4 separate regions of the Mus musculus genome follow, and regions 1, 3 and 4 are each linked to region 2. Evidence: chromatin contacts called from public ChIA-PET and Hi-C data. All regions are on one chromosome and are shown on one strand. Each heading gives the region's core, a stretch centred on a gene start, on an enhancer-like site or on the middle of the called end of the contact. The rest is flanking DNA. Distances are from core to core; before and after follow the strand shown. Region 1 overlaps Gm41069 (a long non-coding RNA gene). Region 2 has its middle 19 kb from the start of Snx18. Region 3 has its middle 15 kb from the start of Gm41070. Region 4 overlaps Cspg4b (chondroitin sulfate proteoglycan 4B).

What was found. Hi-C and Micro-C count contacts between places; a contact is called where the count stands out from the background. ChIA-PET counts read pairs in DNA pulled down with a chosen protein or histone mark.
Region 1: an RNA polymerase II ChIA-PET map of memory CD8 T cells shows a contact between it and region 2, with 5 read pairs. The contact joins two enhancer-like sites. A contact is called at or near these places in 1 of 39 promoter capture datasets (cranial neural crest), 1 of 484 Hi-C or Micro-C datasets (CD4 T cells) and 2 of 115 datasets of contacts at active chromatin or transcription factors (embryonic stem cells and memory CD8 T cells).
Region 3: a contact with region 2 is called in a Hi-C map of bone marrow-derived macrophages, with 25 read pairs. The contact joins two enhancer-like sites. A contact is called at or near these places in 2 of 484 Hi-C or Micro-C datasets (bone marrow-derived macrophages and muscle stem cells), 2 of 115 datasets of contacts at active chromatin or transcription factors (bone marrow-derived macrophages and microglia) and 1 of 9 other capture datasets (adipose tissue).
Region 4: a Hi-C map of bone marrow-derived macrophages shows a contact between it and region 2, with 32 read pairs. The contact joins two enhancer-like sites. A contact is called at or near these places in 3 of 15 datasets of contacts at CTCF or cohesin (hippocampal excitatory neurons, pro-B cells and stem cell-derived epiblast-like cells), 118 of 484 Hi-C or Micro-C datasets (the 4T1 cell line, B cells, the C2C12 cell line and 67 more), 13 of 115 datasets of contacts at active chromatin or transcription factors (CD8 T cells, the HPC-7 cell line, acute myeloid leukemia and 7 more) and 5 of 9 other capture datasets (adipose tissue, bone marrow-derived macrophages, embryonic stem cells and 2 more).

The regions. Positions count from the first base shown.
Region 1 is chr13:113,196,192-113,201,072 of GRCm38.p6, forward strand. All of the region lies in intron 2 of Gm41069 (a long non-coding RNA gene), which reads right to left. Among named protein-coding and RNA genes, the nearest start is that of Esm1, 11 kb to the right of the region's middle. Within about 2 kb of position 2,145, at least 58 of the 459 cell types and tissues checked have an H3K27ac peak or open chromatin away from gene starts, as enhancers often do. A contact at or near this core is called in memory CD8 T cells, where this site is marked.
Region 2 is chr13:113,634,704-113,639,636 of GRCm38.p6, forward strand. No RefSeq gene overlaps it. Among named protein-coding and RNA genes, the nearest start is that of Snx18, 19 kb to the left of the region's middle. Within about 2 kb of position 1,463, at least 92 of the 459 cell types and tissues checked have an H3K27ac peak or open chromatin away from gene starts, as enhancers often do. A contact at or near this core is called in adipose tissue, bone marrow-derived macrophages, memory CD8 T cells and 1 more, where this site is marked.
Region 3 is chr13:113,377,322-113,382,458 of GRCm38.p6, forward strand. No RefSeq gene overlaps it. Among named protein-coding and RNA genes, the nearest start is that of Gm41070, 15 kb to the left of the region's middle. Within about 2 kb of position 1,855, at least 65 of the 459 cell types and tissues checked have an H3K27ac peak or open chromatin away from gene starts, as enhancers often do. A contact at or near this core is called in adipose tissue, bone marrow-derived macrophages and microglia, where this site is marked.
Region 4 is chr13:113,333,989-113,339,095 of GRCm38.p6, forward strand. The region is part of intron 5 of Cspg4b (chondroitin sulfate proteoglycan 4B); the gene reads left to right. Among named protein-coding and RNA genes, the nearest start is that of Gm41070, 28 kb to the right of the region's middle. Within about 2 kb of position 3,068, at least 21 of the 459 cell types and tissues checked have an H3K27ac peak or open chromatin away from gene starts, as enhancers often do. A contact at or near this core is called in adipose tissue, bone marrow-derived macrophages and microglia, where this site is marked.

The DNA.
Region 1 (4,881 bases), core at 895-3,394, 440 kb before region 2:
GGTAGACAGTTTCTCTTGGAGGGTACATGACTGTATGAAGATAAAGATAGCTTACCTTGGAGAAGTGAGCTTGCCAGCCCTCCCCTCCCCACCAGGACAAAGATGACCAGTGGATTTCTCAATGTTTTAAGGGATCAGTCCTGGTCAGTTGTGATTGTGCTGGCAGAGGGCTGGTGTTCCCCAAGCAAGAATGCTGATGTGGGGATTCCGCACTGGCTGTGCCCTAGACTACAGGAGTCAGTCCTCAGCTCCCATCACATTAGGGAAGGTTACCGTCTCCCAAGAGCAGATTGCTGCCTTGGTGGGTTGTGCTGGATTTGAGGTATTGACAGATGGTCTTACCCTGTGTCATCTCTTCTCACATCATGGAAGTTGCTGGAAGGCTCTGAAGTCCCAACTCTAGTTCTCGTTGGCTTCTGTACACTGCTTTCGATGGGTCCTGGGGTAATGGTCTGTCTTCTCAGCCAACCCTGACTTGTCATATCTGGTCTGTATGGGGTATACTGTCCTTTACACTAGTTTAACTGAAGCTCTGAGAAGTAAAGATGGGGACAAGACACAGAGAGTTCTCTCTTCTTCAACCTGTTCTCTACAGTCTCATTGACCATCTTGCAGGTCAGTTCATGAGGCCTCGCCCACTGAACGTTACTCCCCTTCATTACATGGACGGCAACAAGTGAGACAAACGTTGAAAGTTACAACCAACTTATTTGACAGCAATGTCATATTTAATTAGATCTCTGTGGGCAGATGTTATCATGGAACAAACAAACAGAAGAAGCAAGCAGACATGCCCACGAGACACATAGTTGTGTAACTACACTTGACTAGATTAGTTCCTTATTTGTGGTGCTCAGTGATGTCTGTATTTATTTCTGTATGCTTTGGAAACTGTTCAGCTGTGTCTTTCATCCCTCCCTCCTAAGGAGGGCTTTGACTTTCATTCATTTTGTTTGGGGGAAGGTATTATAAAATGGGGCTCTTTGCTATGCTACTGAAATCCCCATTGTCTGAAATCCAAGTGGCTATAGCAACTAAGTCTCCGGTTGAACCTTCTTCTTGACTCAATCCTTGAAAAATTAGTTGGGACAGATTAGAGAAAGCCCCGTGAAATGAGCCTTTTCGTTTCTGAGGGGCAGTGAGCTGGAAGACTCATCCGTCCTTTGATCCCCGGTGACTTCTCTGATCCTGTGAATCTGTGTGACTCATCTCACCCAAGCTCTTGTTATTTCACTCCCTTGGAAACTGTTGGGGGTGTTATAAATAAAGCCCACTCCCGGCCTTCAGGATCTCAGCTGGCTTCTGTAGTCTCCCCAACCCCCAGGCCCTGGGCCGATATTGAAGCTTCCATATATATACACGGCTGAGTCTATTAAAATAAACCATTACTGTGGTTTGAGATAACACTGAGTTTGTATTGTGTGGACTGAGCTCTATCCACCCTCTCCTACCCCCAGCAAACTTACTCTAAAGGTTTAGTGGATAAGGACATGGCCTGAACATCTGTCACCCCAAGGACCTTCTTTGCTTCCTCTTTGTCTGGCAATGTCCATTCACTTTGGTGCCGTAAGGACACCAAGAATCATGGGCTTATAAGGAACCAGAAGAGCAGGGAAGTCTCTTTGAGTCCTAGCCAGAGCCCACATTTGTCATCAATATATTTTGAGTGATTACTACGTGCCAGGCACTGAGCTGTGAGATCAACTCGAGGAAGCAGGTGCGCTCATGTGTCCCTTTGTGCATCTGGGAGATCTAGGCTCAGATACAAACAGTACCATTAACAACTGTGCGTTCAGGCTTCACACTTGAGTAGTCTTGGCTCCAAGGCATATATTTTGTATTGGTGGATCAAATCAGTTGTTTCTGTTTCACTTTCATTTCAGACAGAGGAGTGAGTGACAGTCTTGGTGCAGTGGGGAGGGAGAGTAAGGATAGACAGATAGTGTGTCAGTTTTCAGGGACGTGCAGTAAAATGGCACTGCAGTGGCCTTCAGCATGTTGGTTTGAAAAGAGATGGAGGAAGAGAACATTCCTGTGAACTGTGCTGCTGCGAGAAAGTTGAGGTGCCAACAGCTCTTCCACTCACTGTCACACGGAAGGCTGTGGTTTTCATGCAACCCTCTGACAGTTGCCTATTTTTCCCCCCGTAAAGGCTATACTATATCATCATGACTTTCTTGGGGTCTGAGCCAAGCATTTCAAGGACTGCGATACTGAACACAGAAGTGGCTTCTCTTAGTGGAAGGGAAGGAACCTGCCACGTAGGGGCTGTGGAAGGTGAGGAGAGATGCCAGGCAAGGCTGGGTGAGGGATGAAATCTGGCCTGGAAGAAATCATTGGTTTCAGTGAAACATGAAGGCATTGAATGGACAGCCAGAAGAGGGACTCATGAAACCCAGCCACCTTGATGTTGGATTTCCAGCCTCCAGAACTGTGTGATAGGAAGGTTTGCACATAAAACCCACTCTGTAGCACTTTATTATAGGCTCCAAACTGGCTGAAACTCTGACTCACTGACTCACAATATGTCCTAATTGTTGTCGATGGAGACAAATCTTACCCTGCCAGTGTTCTTACACTGTATTTATAAGTGCTGTGTAACTCCCATAGAGCAAGATTAAGAAAAAGTTAGGAGCTTTAGAAAATATTTACTTTAGATATAAATGATTTTTATTCATCAATGGTTTTACTTAAAAGTAAATTATATATATTTAAAGATAAATGTTAAAGTTTCAAGTTATCAATTAAAAAACCAACCCACCAACCAACCAACAAATAAACAAACAAAAGCTCTGGCTGCTTTGTTAGTTGAGTCCCTGAGTTTTTTCTTAAGCCATATTCGTATAAATTGAATATACTCTAGCTGGGGTAATTTAGGGATTGAATATTGCTGAGGACGTCGTGGGTTCAGTTTTTTTCCCTTCCTGTAACCTCAGGTACTAAAGGTTTTTATTATCTGCTTACTCTAACTGCCTTCATTGTGGGAATGTACTTGATACTCTGAAGTCTTCAGTTCTCTTTATTGAGTGTGAATGGCTGACAGGCTCTCAGTACTCCCGCAACAGACACCCCCCACCCATTCTTCCCTTCTCCTCTGAGAAAGAGACCACACCCTCGTGAGTATCCTCCCTCCCCCTCCCTCTGCCCCTCCCCCTCCCTCTGCCCCTCCCCCTCCCTCTGCCCCTCCCCCTCCCTCTGCCCCCTCCCTCTGCCCCTCCCCCTCCCTCTGCCCCTCCCCCAGCACATGAAGTCACTGCAAGATGAGCTGCATCCGCTCCCTTAGGGGCCAGGACAAGGCAGCACAGTTGGGGGAATGGTATCCGCAGACAGGCAAACAGATTTAGGGACAGCTCTCACTCCAGCTGTTGGGGGACCCCATATGAAGGCAGAGCTGCACATCTGCTACATATGTGAGGGTTGGGGGGCAGGGCAGCTAGGTCTGACCCATGCTCACTCTTTGGTTAGTGGTTCAGTCTCTGTGAGCCACCAAGGGTCAGGTTAGTCGACTCTGTGGAGTCCCTGTCTTCTTCAGGTCCCTCAGTAGTCCTCCTAACTCTTCCACAGACTCCCAGAGCTCCAACTAATATTTGGCTGTGAGTCCTTGTATCTGTTTCCATTGGCTGCTGGGTGGAGCCTTTCAGAGGACAGTTAGCTAGGCTCCTGTCTGGAGCATAGCAGAGTATTATTAATAGTATCAGGGATTGGTTCTGGCCCTTGGGATGAGTCTCAGTTTGGGGAAGTCATTAGTTGACCATTCCCTGTGTCTTTATTCTATCTTTGTCTCTGCACATCTTGTAGGCAGGACACATTTTGAGTCAAAAGTTTTGTGGGTGGTTTGCTATCCTTATTCCTCCACTGGGACTCCTGACTGGCGACAGGAGGTAGCCACTTTAAGAACCATATCTCCCACTGCTAGGAGTCTCAGCTAGAGTTGCCCCCATAGACATCCTGGAGCCTCTTTTCCAGGTCTCTGGCTTGTCCTAGAGATGCACCCCCACACACCGATTTCCATTCTCTCCCCACTGTTCTCCCTACACCTGATCCCCCCACCTGCCCAACTCCTCTCCCTCTCCTTTCTTCCATCCAGTTCCCTCCCTCCTTCCACCTCCAATAACTGTTGAATTTCCCCCTTTGAAAAAGATTCAACCACCCTCCCTTGGAGGTATTCTGTCTTTTAAGGAGAAAGAAGTTGGAATTATTTCTGGTCAGAGATGGATCCAATGGACAACTTTGATGCGTTGAGCCCCTCCCGCTTATCCCCCTTTCAAACAGCATTACTCAGTGGCTTTCTCTTCAGCCTCTTTATAGTTCCCTTCAGGTATTCCCTGGCAGGGTCAGGTACCCTACATTTGGGGGGGGGGGGGTTGGGTATAGAAAATGGTGGTAACCTTAAGGTTTTGTCATGTTAAATTAAAAAGATAAAGCATTAATATTGAAAAACAGCGAGTGTCAGCACTCAACGAGGCAACCGTGTGCAGAAATGGCTGGCCTCCTTCAGACCAGCTTTCCAAGCTAGACCACATAGAAGTCTGATTTGCCACCTTGAGGACTATTGGATCCCATTCACTCCCAAGACCACTGTTTAGTGTTTCATTCAGCGAGTACTTCCTAAATATATTTACAGAGGAAGGCAGGCTCAGCATGCTGTCTGGGGAACGGCAGTGTGGACTCAGGCTCCTGGTCTACTGAGAGAGACATAAATGGCATTTGTGTGCGTGCTTTGGAACCGAAAATGGGCTATTAAAGTCGAGTTTTACAGCACATGCGTCTTAACCCCGAAATTCCTCAAGTCAGATCAAGTTAGGATGATGGTTTTCAGGCAGCTTGCAAGAGTAAGGTCTTGGATTTCACAATGTAACGCTCTAGAAGGAGATTAAAGAT
Region 2 (4,933 bases), core at 213-2,712:
GCCTGAGCAACAGAGCCAGACCCAGTCTCAAACAAAACAAAATGCTTAACCTGTGCATACACACAAGCACCATATAAAATACGGAACTTAGGGAGGAGCCCGGAGGTTGCTTAGACCCCCCCACCCTCACCCCGGAGTTGCTGCTAGCCTCTAGGCTGCCATGCTCATCTCAGGCTTGCTGTCTGCTCTCACCGCCTGCTCAAGAGAGCATGTGCATTACATCATTCAAGTGGCATAATGATTTCTGCTTTCCTGGCTAAAACCTGACTGGCGCAAATATCTCCTCAAAGCCATAGTCGCAGTGTTTATACAAGGCAAATTCTACATGACTGACACAGCACAGGCTGGGTGGGGCATTCTGTGAAGTACGCCTGTCTTTAAAAGAGGCTCTGAAAAGTCTCTTGTCTTTTCTGATTTCTTCTTATCACCAAGCATCTCCAGAGTATCTCTTGTCTGCTGCCTTTCTCGGCTATCTACTGCGTGCCTGCCGAGTTAGCCCTTTCAAAAGCTCGCCTTGCTGTGAGCTCAGAGTTTCCTACCATGGGAGGCATCTGAACACGGCTCAGCTATATCCTGACCTCAGGGTATCCGAGGGCTACAGGGGGTCAGCTGGGTGGTGTGCTCCTCTAGAAACCTGAAAAGGGAAGCCAGCACCTGCTTCTGAACTCCTTCCGTGTTGTCAGAATTTATCCCTTAAGGTTAGGACACCAAGGTCCCTGTTTTCCTGCTGGCTGTTGGTTTGGGACCCTTATCCTCTTGAAGTTCCTTGCTCTACGGCATTCCCATAACACAGTATCTTCAAAGCTAGCAAGGGACCCTTTCCATCCAGTCAAGACAGTCTTTTATAACAAAATATGGTCATCAGGGTGACATCTGATCATGTTTGCCATTGTTTTACAGTTTAGAAGCAAGTCACAGTTTCTACCAATACCCAGGGGACAAGATTATACAAGGATATAGATCAGTGGGGTTGCTTTATTGTGTCTACCACATCACCTTCAGGGTGACCAGACAGCCGTTCAATGTACAAAGCGACACACCCAAGCGTTGCTGATTCTTTTCAAGATAATCTGAGAGGGGAAGATTAGGATTTAAAAACAAAAAGAGCAACGAGTCTTGCTAGAAGTATTAATAGAATGTTCCAGGCTGAAGCAGGATGGAGGCACGTAGAAACCCGGGGCAGGCATGGGAGGAGCCCTCCCTTGAAGGCACAATCAGTCAGAGGCAAGTGTACTGTACACAGAGGGCCTATCGAACGATCGGGAGGATTGGAACCATGAAGGGGGCACCAACTACGCACACTCGATGTATAAAAGCAAGTGTTCCCGTTTTATAACATGTGGTCTTTGCTCTTCACCCTGCCTCCCTCCATCTGCTTCACCATCGCGGCGGGTTTCCAGGGAAACTTCTGTCCCGGAAGGTGGAGAGCGAGCGCGTGAGGAGGACATTCAGCAGCCACTTCCTGTTTCACAGCACACAACAGTGTGGTCAGGGCAGAAGCCACGTTTGGTTTCTTCTCTACAGTGCTCTAAAGTTTCTTGTTAAACTTCCTAGCTGTATCCAAGTTCTCCCACTCTGTCCCCTTTGAAGTGGCTGGGGACTCTGAAATTGGGCAGACCTGTTAAATCCACAGCACCGGGAGGACCTTATTCCTGCCCCAGCTGCGGTTCCTTTTGTGCCTCTTCCACAGCCCCCCATCCAGGGAGTTTTATACCTTGTAGTTTCAGCTTTCCAATACCGATGAAACCTCTGAATCATGGCTCCAGTCTTGGTTGGAAATAAAGGACGAAAGAATGTATAGCTACTTTTTTAGCCACGCCCCTTCCCATGAGTGGCCTCGCCAAGGTCAAGTTCTAGTTTCAGTCTAGTGTCCCTTCATGTTTCTCGGGAGACAGGGCGGCAATGAAGTCTGCCTTGAAATAAATCAGCGGCGAACACAGACTCATGATAGTCTGACAGTCCTTTTCTTTATACCAAGTTCCTGGTTGGTTTTGTTTGGGCAGTTTTGTTTTGAGATAAAGCCACACTGTAGTTCAAAGTGACTCCAAGCTCACAAGCATCCTTCCTGCCTTTACCTCTCCCTAATAGGCTAGTTCTTTGATGGCGAAATGAGCCTATTCAAACCAGATTAGGTCATATTAAATACAAGTTTATCCGGAAGCTGCTCTCAGGTGAGTTCGCTGGCCCCAAGGACTGAGGCCTGGGAAGTCATCATGGGGTGGAGTATGGGGGGAGAAAGGGCCTGGGCACAGAGAGGGAGAGAGGGATGGGAGAGAGAGACAGAGAGAGAGAGACACGGAGAGACAGAGGGAGAGACAGGCAGAGAGAGGGATGGGGAGAGGGAGGGGGAGAGGGGGGGAGAGGGAGGGGGGGGGAGAGGGAGGGGGAGAGGGAGGGAGAGAGGGAGAGCCCCCAAAATGTCTGGATCATAAAGCAAACGCCTTTAGAGGAAGGTAACTTTGAGGGTTGAGAGACCCTGGAGGCCTGCTTTGATGTATAAAATATGCACCTCAGTTCCTTGTTCCAAGGTCTGAAACCAAACACTCTCCCATTAGGATTACGTGCCTGTGCCATCATTGTACCTGGCTTAGCGTGCCTAGCTTTTCCAGCCATCCCTGTCCCCTACCTTCCCTTGGTAGCCTAAGCCAGTCTAAGCCTTCATTGTGGTCAGTTGTCTGTTCATTGGCTCATTCCACAAAAGATCCCACCAGCCCCTCCCCCTCTTCCGACAGAGAAATTGCAAAACAGGATGGTGTGACTAGAATAGACTCTGGGGGTCTGATTGCCTGGGTTCAAGCCCAGCTATCTCTGTGTCTCACTGGCTTTCTCATTGTGCTAATTATGTTTCTTATTGCTGTGATCAGAAATATGGCAAATGCCACTTTAGGGATGAACGTTTTTATTCTGGCCTACGGTGTGAGGGGACGCAGTTCACCACGGCAGAGAACACATGGTAACAGGACCATGAGGCGGCTGGTCACACAGCATCCACTGCTCCTCAGATTGCTGTCTCCTATTTTTATGTTTTTCAATCTGAGACCCCAGGCCATGGACTAGTGCTAGCCATAGTTAGAGTGCATTGTCCCACCTCAGTTTAAGCCAATCTAAAAACTCCCTCAAGAGTGTGCCCAGAGACTTGTCTGCAAGGTGATTGTACAAGGTTGTCACTACCAGACATCAGGTGACATTGGGCAAATGGCTGCTTTCTGTGTTTCAACAGCATCAGTTGCAGAATGGAGGATACAGGGTTGTTTTAAAGAGTGAGTATACACACACTCACACAAACATACACACACACACACACACAGCTGTGCTTATAGCATTCTTGGCAATTAGGCTGCACAACTAGAAAAAAAACCAGATGTTGAAAAATGTTCATCAATTTCACTACCATAGCTTAGTCATGACATCATACCTCATCCAATGTGATTAGGAGTTACTCATTTTGACCAATGTTTTATATCTTATTACAATTATATACTAATATAAATTGTTCTGATATTAGGAAACAATCTGTTTCCAAAAATAATTTTCCCCTCCTTTTACCTAGCCAAATTCTATTGCATGCTTCAAAAACAGCTCTGGAGCCCTTTTCTGTCACTCTGGCCAACACCAAAGTCTTCTTTCTAAAAAATATTGGTGCGGTAGATCCACACTATACAAGTTTACACGGCACAAGGTCCACACTGTGCAAGCAGCTACTGTAGGTTTGCATGTCCGATTGGAGTCTCCAAGGGTCTCCTCTGTAGCTGGCTCTCCACTTCTCAGGCTGAGTTCTGGCCAGGTAGAGAACCCAAGTACATCACTAATGGGTGGAACCCAAGCCACTCTCCTTATTACTGACACAGCACACGGGTCGGCCTGCTACAGAGTGAGGGAAAAAGGCAGCCCAGCACCACTGGAAAAGGTTTTGTTCCATCTTCGATTCATGAGATGCACTCAAAGTCTGTCCCAAAGTAGTTGGGAAACACTATCAGTTCCAGCTGAAATGACTATGACTCGTGTGTGTGTGTGTGTGTGTGTGCGTGTGTGTGTGTGTGTGTGTGTGTGTGTGTGTGTGTGTGTGTGTGTGTAAAAAAAACCAATCATTTGTGGAAAACTAATCACAATGGCTCATGTTCGTTTGGCAAAAAAAAAAGTGTTTGTGACTTGTATTCACCATTTATGTAAATGTTTACCTAACGAAAGGATAGGAAATCTTTCTTGTACGTCACTAATGTATGGGATAATGTAAAGGTATTAAAACCCTATTGAGACACTAATATTTGGTTTCATAACTTTATGTTGCATTCCTGTCATTAATTTCACTCTGAATGCCAGGCGGGAAATTGTTTTATCTGTTGCCCACTAGAGGGCACTATATATTCTCTTATCTTTTAACCAAGCCCGGAGTTTGCCGGTTCAGGTGGGTCTGCTGCTTCCTTTAGCTTTAGCTCATCATACCTAAAGCATCCCAAGGCGAAGATTTCTGATTAATCTCCTGGATGTTCTGTATTTGAGGTGACTGTCACTGAATCTGGGGCTTACGATCGCTCCAGTTCTTGGTCTGAACTACTCTCAGTTTGCAGGTGTAGCAGCACAGTGAAAGGTCCCTTCCTCTGCGTGTCACAGCTGCGGAGCTAGGTCAGGATGTGGAAAAGAAAAGGGCCAATCTTAACGGTGCCACTTCCCTAATTTCCTGGCTCAGGAAATGCTCATGGGAGTTTTGTTACTTCACAGGCCATCTGAAGGTTCACTTTAATGATGGTCAGTCAAGGGGACACGTAACATCAACAACACTAAATGTCGTTTTTAGCTAAGTAGATTCTAGAAAGATGGCTGTCAGGGATTGTCTAGTAACCCAATTTGTCCCCACCGTTTCACTTGAATGTAATTAGTGGGATCATTTAAGGGCCAGCATGACAGTAGCTTATTTAATAAAAGCTGTGTTTCT
Region 3 (5,137 bases), core at 605-3,104, 260 kb before region 2:
CAGTACGCTTCTCTGGGGTCCTTAAAAATAATTCCAAACTTTCCATGGCTGCAAAGACACCCGTATGGCTTATTCTAACATACCATGTTTGTAAGCGTGATGCTGTTATTAAAAACAAAAGATCCATCCTATCCTTGATACAACATTATTATCTAACTGGGCCTGTTAGTTGGATTTCCCTACCAAGGCCCCTTTTATACTTTAAAACCCAACTCAAGATACCTGTTGCTTTCAGTTGCTATTTCTCCTTAGTCATCCCGTCTCTTTCCGTGTTTCAAATAGATGGTGCTGGTCAGTTATTTTGTACAGTGTCCCTTGATCTAGACTTTCTCATCATTGGATTGGAGATAATGGATTTGAGGAGGAAATACCACACAGACCAAGTGCCTGGATTCTATGATGCCGGGTAAATGATACCCACGTGACCTAAGGAGTCACTGTTAACCTTAAGTAGCTGATTAAAGTGCTATTTCCCAGGCCCGACCACTTTGAAGTTATTATTCTTTCAGCCCCATCCCCACCGCCACCCTTGTTTCCCCTCTGAATGTTACAGGGCGTTGCCGAGTCCAGTCCATTTGAGGGAGTGGAGTGAGTTTCTATCTCCTGGAAAGGGACATGCATGGTTTTCGAATTCTCCTGAAAAGAATTCCCATCTCCTCTACTTACTATGCAGTCCTTAGTGTAGCACAAGAAAAGGACATTTGTTGACCAAGGAAAAAGTCACAGCTGCTCTTAGAACATGACATAGTGTGTAATAACCATCATGGCCGGGCCTGAAGAGGTATTAGAAACTAAGACAAGAGCCCACGTGTGAGACACATGAGTGGCTATGGTGGGCTGTCCTCCCCTTTGCCAGAGGGCTGGCTTCTGCCACTAGGGTCTTCATTTTGATTTCCTCCTAGCCTGAAATAGCTGCTGCCTCTGGTGGCCTGGGTGTCTCCATCCTATGCTCCATGGTTCTGTATCACTCAGGGCATCACACAACCATGACTGAAGGTCACCCGGCCCAGATTCTCAAGAGACAGAAACTCCTTTTGTCAGCCCGGACTTTTGCTTCATTCTTCTTGGACCAATTGTCTCCTTGTGCCCATCTGTGTGGCCAGAAGTAGGGTGGAAGTACTTCCTCCTTATCAGGATCCTAGGGAGGAGTCAACTCTGAAAGGAGGGAGGACAGCAGGGTGGCGCTACAGAGTGCTCCTCTTGTGACTTCTCCCTGAGATGAGTCTTGTTCCTAAAATAGCAGCAGAAACTGCATTTGTATCAAAGCTTGCACATGGATTCCTTGCTCCACAAGTTCTAGGCCCTTCTTCATTTTCTAGTGTCTTGACATTGCTTTCTCAAACTCGTAGAGCAGGCAGAGTTAGCCATGGGCTTGTGTCCTCCTTTCCTGTCCTACCTGTTGTCCCCAGAGGCTGTCAAGATCTTCCTCAGAGTACGGCTTTAGGGAGGTGGACCGGGTATGTTTCCAAATTGAAGTTTCTAAGTTAGCTTCCTCTTCAAGATTACATTGAGGGACTCTGAGAAGTTCAGAATTCCCTGACCCAGACCTTCATGAGCATGAACATGGCAGCAGGAAACAAGAAAAGTCCAAATTGGGTAGCATAGCTGAGGCACACTGAATAAGAGAGTTGGTAGAGATGGGAGCAGAACTAGGAAAAGTGAGTATGGCTTGGGGTCATGTGGGCTTGCCACAGCAGTGAGAACAAAGAAAGACCAGCTGTCCTGAGCTAAGCTAGATGCTCACGTGCTGGGAGCTGTGATCTTCATAGCTAGAGGCAGCCAACCCCGGTGAGAAGGAGTGGGAGGAATTGAGGAACTGGTGCCTTCATCGTGCCCTCCCTTCTGCTCCCCTCCAAATACTTTCACTGACTGACTCAGTTCAGAAGTCAGGGGGTGGCTTGCTTCTGATCCAGTCCATTGCAAGCAGCCGCCTGGGGAAGGAGCCAGATGGAGAGTGGGCGTTATGGCTCGAGGTGCGTTCAGCAGGTGTCCGGCACAAGTCAGACAGCAGTGTTGTAGCTGAAGGTCAAGCACTCCCTTCTAACTCCAATCACTGTCTTCTTTTTACTTCCTCACAGTGCAGCCTTCTCATACTGTCTTACCCCGAGCAGCTCCAAGACTCCTTGAGTGTCACAGACAGGAGGAACAGATGATGGTTATAGAAACCGTAAGGGGCCCATTTGGGCCTGCCTTTCACATTGTTTAGGAAAGAAAGACTTGACCCCTTTCTCCTGCCTTTCTTGGGTTTTCTCCCAGGTCTAGAAGCCCAGAGTCCATCTCATCCAATACCTTGTGGCCTTGCTTTTCCGTAGTGAGCTTTGGAGAACAGCTCCTGATGGGCACAGGAAGGTCCCCCACAGTTTTTGAGTACATATGCAATGTGGACAAAACCAGTCTCACTTTGCTTTCTGAATGAGGCTCATTTTTCAGAAAAGTGATTTCTTTGAGGCTGCTGTTACCACGGTCAATTGAAAACGAGGAAGCTGTTCTCAGAAATCTCTCCTGAGCCTTGGAATAGAATTGGAAACCACAGTTCTCCTTCAACTAAAACATTCAGGGAGCTGGCAGAGCTAATCAGGAGGGGTGGGAGAGCAATGGTTTGGGTAAGGGGTGGCAAGTCAGGAGCTGGGCCAGGACAGCGGAACAACAAGGTTCATAGTTTAGAAGAAAGGGAATGCTCTGAGGTTTCCATGGAAATAAAGTACATTTCCACCTGAGCTGCTTGGATGGTAAAATAAGCAGAGGGTTAGACAAGCTGGGAGACAAATGAGCACACAGTATGGGGTCCAGGCAGCGATAGGTTAGCAAGGGCAGAGCAAGACTGGACTCTCCTGCCTAAGAGCAAGTCACTGGAAATAGCCATCACCATCTCTGCTTTAAGAAGAGGAGGTAGGAAGTCGCTCAAAGCTATGGGTAAGACCTGGGTGACACACTCTAGGCTTTCAGCCGGAGTATTCTATTAACCATTTAGTCACCAGTGCAGCTTCAGCTCTGAGGATGAGAATATCCAGTATCTCCCAGGGATGGAGAAATAGCTCAGCTGGTAAAGTGCTTGCGGTGCAAGCTAACTATAATCCCCTGAACCTACATAAAACAAAAGCTACCTATGGTGACTCCCGTGTCAATTCCAGCAGTGTGGAGATAGATGGATTTCTGGGGCTTTCTGGCCAGTCAGCCTAGCTCGATTGCTGACTTCTAGGCCAGAGAGAGAGATTGTCTCAAAGACAATGGGTAGCACTGAGGAACAGTGCCAAGGCTGGGCTCTGGCAGGTCAACATATGTATACAGCTCTGCCCCATACACACATGTGTACCTGAATACATGTAAACACACTCACACACACACGATTCAAATCGATGTAACCTTTCCCTTGTTTCCTGTGAATCCCATCTTCTGTGCTCTAAGCTTGCTTCATGAACCCTAATTTTGTTCCTAGTGAACAGCCCTTCCCAAGTGCAGTGCCCAGGGCTCCTTGGTCCCTGTCCTTCACTGAGCATCTTGCCTCTGGTCCTGCAGGAGAAGATGCACAGGATCATTCCCCAGAGCCTTGGAGGACACAGAGAACTTAAGAGCAGATTTCAGAGGGCAAGGCATTTAAGTGCCATTCCTCACATGAGACAAAATATTTCCCCCACTATATCAGCGTGATATAATGACATTAAAATGGACATCTTGGACAAATGTGTAACAGAAAGCACCTCACAGAGCCTGATATGGTTTACTATTTAAAAGAAATATGGGGTGATAGAGAGCCCTAGGGTAGACATTTTAGCTAGTCACAGAAAGCTACAACTTTGAGCAATGCCAGGTATTCAGTAGGCACTTAATAAACGTTTTACAGGTCGTTTTAAGTAATGTTCTCATCCCTATAGCAGGACACCCCACGGAAACAGCACATTGTAAGAAGGATTTCTTTGTTGTATGGTTTCTGGAGACACTGCCTATCATGGCAGGAAGACACAGTGAAGCTGTGTGGTCTAGAGTGGTAGACAGGTACTAAGAACATGGCTTATTCACAGTTTGCAGATCAGCAGAGACAGCCAGGGCTGGAACCAGAAATGGAGATTACCCATACAGACCCTCTTCCAGGGACCCATTTCTGCTAGCTAAGGTTAGAGTCCCAAAGATTCCACAACTCCCCCAAACAGTCCCACCATTTGAGAACCAAGTGTTCTTACAGAAGCCAATGGGCCTGTTCCATATTTAACACAACACGGGTATTCCCTTACTGACCACAAACATTCCATAGAGAGCCCGCTATAAATACTTCTGTCTTCTATTTTGTAAGGATACAGAGGTTAGGTAACTTTTTAAGATAATATAAATTGTAAGCTTAGAGAAATGTTTTCATAAGTGGCTCAGATTACCTTTCTAAACGTGAGACTACATGGCCCCAGACCCAGTGGGCATGACTAGAATACAGACCACAAGTACAAGACTCATCTTGGTTGAAGAGGGCCATACTTATTTTACTTATTTCTCAGGACATCTTACACCCACTCTAGCTTGGTTGTCTTCCCAGAGATGAGCAGGCCATGGCCACATGGCTCTCTCAGCCCAAGCACAGCTGCATCCCCTCTCACAGTGCACTAGGAACTGATAGGAGGAACTGACCCAATGCTACTTCTCTATGAAACCTTTGCTCAAGACCCCACCTCATGTCCCCATCTGCAGTGAGCCTGTTAGGACCTGGCTCTGAACTGACAGTCCACACCACTTGCCCGCTGATGGGTACATCTGTGACTCCAGACAAGACTCTGAAATTAAACAGAATGAAGACAGGGAATTTCCTGTGGAGTTTTGTGGGTATTCGGTGGTGGTGGTGGGGAGCTATCACTGAGTGAATTTTGGCTCTGTAGCCCTGAAGTACTGTGTGGACTACTAACTCTAGGTTGAATTCTTACTAATGGGCTTTGATGTCATTGGACTTCCTGACACTAGGCCTGGTGTACCCATAGCAATGCAGTCCACTGATAGAGGTTGGGTGGCTGAGCCTTTCTCCTGCTGGTGGTGACTGATTTCAGACAGACTACATAGTGGACAGCCACTGACATACCCCAGTGTCACATGCATGCCTCACGGATCTTCAGACAGGCTATTGGTTTAAGGTTGTCATTAGTGGTTTCATTGCATGTGG
Region 4 (5,107 bases), core at 1,818-4,317, 300 kb before region 2:
ATATTCCAGAACAAATATAATCAATCTGAAGTAAGCCTGGCATGAAAACCCCAGAGCGGTGGGTGGGAGGAAAAGAATAATAAATATTAGCTCCGTGTTGAGAGTTGATTTCTGAGCATAAGGATCCCTCAGCATGACGCAGGTTTGTTCTTTTGGTTTCCAGAGATACTAGTAGGTGGCAGCCAGCATTTCTGAGCCACACCCCTCCATCCCTCACGAGTCAGGCGCAGCTATAAATGTACCACTTAACTGATGAAATGATTCCTCATTTAATCCTTTTCATGATTCTTGTAATCAAAGGAGGGTTGCAATAAATATTTGAGGCAAGGAAAATTTAAGGCACTTGACAAATGACAAAGTTAGCAAAAGTAGGATTTGAGCCTGGGTGGTCTGAGCTCAGAGTCCACACCTGCTACCCATAGTGGGAATGATCAGGAGGTTATAGGTCCTATGGTACCAAAACAATATTTTAAAATCATGTTAAGTGAAATAGAATGTGTAATACCAAATTATCTTGTGTCTAACACACACACATACACACCCCACATGGACAGTATGTAAAATGTGTTAATTACTTTGGCTAATTGAAAGGCACTGCAAGCCATGAAACTAACAAAGCTAGATGTTTATATATATGGAAAAATGCCCCCTCCATTACTCTTACTGTTTCTGGAAATGTGTGGTCTGTCTGTAATATGTACATGGGCATTTGTGAGGGTGTACACTTGTATATAGAATTCTGTATGAAGTTCAGCATTGGGTATTCTTCATCCACATATCCTCCACCTCTTTTTTTTTTTTTTTTTTTTTTTGGGCAGTCTTTCACTGACCTGAAGCTCACACTTGGTCTAGCCTGTCTCCCTGGCCAGGCTAGGGAGCCTATAAACTAGGAATTCCTTTGTCTTTCCCCCTCCGATGTTGGGATTACAGGCACATGCCAGACAAACTTGGCTTTGTATGTGGGTGCTGGAGATTGTCGAAGTCCTCCAGCTTGTGTGGCATGCACTTCACTGACTGAGCCATTGTCTCTCCCGGAAACATGACCTTTTATGAGTTGAGTCAAGTTCTAGGAGTTCATCTGTTGAAAGTGCTAAATCCTGAACTCCCAGAAACTGATACCATAGGGTGATAATGAAGCCACTAGGTACCTGCTATAATAACTGCACCCTCCGCACCTAATACTGCCAGAGTTCTTTACTACATTAAGAGTCGTCTCACTTCCAGGCAGGGAAGTCTGCTTGTTGTCCTCATCTTTGAAGTCTCCTAATGACTGTTCAATGTCCTAGCTCTGCCAGACTAATTAACCCCGCCTGCTCATTGCCCGTTCACACAGGCTTGCCCTTCCCAGCTAGAAAGTAGGCTGGGATGGGGAACAGTACGTATCTGCTTTCAAACCTGGCCATCTCACTTTATGGATTGTGGTGGTCATTCAAAGTCATGGTCATGATGGAAGAAAAATAACAAATGACAAGGATTTAAACATTGGAAGTAAAGGGGGTAAAGTTGAGGGGACACACACACATACACACACACAAACACACACACTGAGAGAGAGAGAGAGAGAGAGAGAGAGAGAGAGAGAGAGAGAGAGATTGCCTAAAGGTCTTCGAACAATGTAGTCTTGTGCATTGAAATTTTGAAGCACAATGATAATATCTATTATCAATCTCAACTTAATTTCAAATAGAAAAAGAGCCAAGCAGCAGCCAGGAATTAGCCTTCGTCTCTTAGAAAGTCTGCTCTAGGCAGTTCACAGGATCCAAGATATGCTATTAGTTTCTGCCCCCAGTTATCTTTGTTTTCAAGCTATTTCTCCCTTTCCCACCAGAGTGGCTGGCAATGATGGCAAATTAGCATGGAACAGCTAAGCGCATTGACCACACTGCAGGGAGTGTCATGAATCAACTCCCAATAATATTAAAGGATTATCAGGTCTGTCCATTTTTCTGGATGTGAATGTGGACAGCATATGCACTTAGTTAAAGCCACGGCTAACTGAGCACACTGTCTAGTAGCAGATGTGTGGGTAGTTCCTCTCAAATGTAGGGATCATTTCTGACAGCAGCATTTCTTCTCTTTATTTCAGAGCAATTGGTTGATGAAGATAATGACCACTTTCTGGTCACACGGTAGCTAATACTGCTGAAATGTTTATTCTGTGCCTGGTATTGGGCTCAGCCTGTGACACAAGCCTTCAACAACTCTGTAGGGTATCGTTTTTATTTGAAAAAAGGGGAAAACTATAGCACAGGAGACTCTTGGCTAAGATTGCAAGAGAGACAGACTGGCTGACAGACAGACAGAGCCTCGGGGATATAGCAGAGTTAAGGTGTGAACTTGTGATCACAATGAAGCACTACTGCTTTCTCCTGCACAGTTACAGTATAGGAACCCAAGAACCTGGAGGAAGTATGAGCTTCCCACAGAGTTAAGGGTAGGGGTGAAGTAAAGGGCTGGGGTGTGGCTTGGAGGTAAGCTACTTCTATAATGAGCATGGTCTGGGCTGGAGAGACTAGTGGTGGGATGTGTGATATGGGCAGTAGATATGACTAGCCCAAATAACAACATTAAGCAGAGAGAGAATCTGGGACAGAGGCAAAATGTGACTTCCACAAGGCCTTCAGATTTATGGGTTTTTAAAATCACATTGATTTATTTGGGATATACGGTAAAGGGACCACACACACACACACACACACACACACACACACCATACACAAGTATTGATGTCAGAAGACAACTTGCAAAGAGTTGGTTTCCCCTTCGACTATGCAGGTCCCAGGGGCACACTCAGACCCTCAGGTTGGTAGCAGGTACCTTTTCCTGACCCAGATTTCATGTTCTCTCCAATCTGCATTTTATTAAAGCTTTCAGGTGACCTTATATGGCTTTCTTCCTCCCAGTCTTGCCAGGGCCTGTAGATAGCAAGGGTGTCCACCCCAGTCTGCTTTGGAGAAGAGCGTGGGAGAGGTGGGAATTGATCCTGGTGGCATGGTGGACTCTGGTTGGGGATTCAGAGCAGAGTCTAAGCATTGCCTTCTCTGGTGTAGGGTTTCAAGTGAGGCCTTTCTCCTGCAGGAACAAGACACATCCTTAAACTGCAGGGCTGGCGGGCGGGCCCATCTCTAAGGGAATTGGGGGCCATGAATGGGGTCATTTATTTGTGCTCTGACAAAGCAGATTCAGAGTTATGCTATCCCTAGTGACTCCTTTGTATTCTGCTCTGAAATCCATCCTTCTTTTTTTGTTGTTGTCGTTCGATTTTTAAAATTACTTTATTAGATATTTTCTTCACTTACATTTCAAATCCATTCTTAAGAGTGCTTTTGAGTTTAAGTGGTGTTTTACACAGGCCACATAAAATTCTGGCCACGAGGGGGCTTCATTTTCCCATTTTTCAAAAAAGACCTGTAATATAATACTATAATGCTTTGCCTTGTTTTTACTTTAAAGATAGGCTTGGCTTGGCTTTGTATGGTGCTGGGGATTGAACCCAGGACCCAGTGTGTGCAAATCAAGGACTGTCCCTTGGAGATACACCCCCCACACACACTTATTTGTTTTTGGCAATTATTTAGAATAACTAGAAGGAGCTTTGCAAACCAGGTGCAGTGGAAGCGTGGAGGCTGTAAAAGTCAGTGGCCTTCCAGAATGCCACACAGCAGGGCAGCTCATCAGAGTACTCTATACAACTCCCCTGAAACCTGATCCAAAGGCCAGAGTCTTTAAATGTTGATAGCACAACTATGATGACATTGGGTAGACACAGTTGGTAACTCAGGAGGTCAGCCTCTCTTCCTCTAACAAGCAGAGGTGAATTTTCGTGTACTACCCCCAGGGGCAAGTGCGGCTTGTCCTCAGGGCAAGTGTGGCTTGTCCTCAGGGCAAGTGTGGTTTGTCCTCAGACACTTGCTTATTGAACCTTACATAACTTTCAAATCTGGCTTCAAGGTTGAGCTCATTGCTGTCCCTCTCTCCACATATCTGAAGTTACTGTGACCCAATGCTGGGCTCTAAACTAGAGCTTCCCTTGAAGCAATGGGACTGCTAATTGAGCTAGTGACAGGTTCCCCATTTGTTTTAGAAGGTGGTATATTCCAGAGGTGACAGGGGAAAGCAGTGTTTGGCCTTAGAGGAACTACAGTGGAAAAATAACTCTTCTAAGCTCCTGATTGGGAAAAAATAATCAGGGTCTACAAGTTACAGGAAGGAAAATGACAGCACATTCTCAAGTTAATTTTCATTCCTGAAGAAATAAAAATAAGCTACAGGGAATGATTTAAAAATGTAAAGCCTGAAACTGGCAGTCATGGTACTGTTAAACAGGCCCACGTATATATTTTATAGAAACCGTGGCTTTTCCACAAGTTAAATTAAGCCTACGTCCTTGTAATCTGAGCACACTGTTAATTTTGTATTTCCAGTAGACACTGAAAAGCTATTGTCCTTAGACTGAGAGAGAAACAGTCAGAAATTAAGTTGTTAACAGGTAAATGCCCCCTCCCATGATGGGTAATGTGAAGTAAAGCAATATATGCAGTGTGTGATAGGAAATAGCCTTCATGATGTTAATGGAACTGGGCTGGCTTTAGTATAGTGTTAAAGTAGAGTAGTGTTAAAGAACAATACACTCAATGGCTTGAGAAGATGGCCTACTGATTAGGACACTTTCGGCTCTTGCAGGCTGCAGTTTGCCTTCCAGCATCCACATTGCAGAGTTCAAGACTACCTATAACTCTAGCTTCAGGGGATCAGATTCCCTCTGCTGGCTCCCCAGGGCACCTGCACACATATGTGTATGCATAGACATGCATACATACAAATAAAGTAAATCTAATATTTTTGGAAGTTACATTTGGGCTGAGTGTGTATCTTTGGTGATACACACACAGAAGAACCTAGCTTGCCACATAGTACCATAACACAACAGCCAGATATGGTCTTATCCTCAGAGCCAAATCTTGTGAAGAAAATGGGCTACCCAAAGCTAGTATTTACTAAAGACTTGCTGTATGTCAGGTGAGGTTGTGCTAAGTACAACATAGATAATATCCCCATTATTCCTTTTTACTGATGAAGAAATTAGAACCCAGAGAGATTAAGAGAT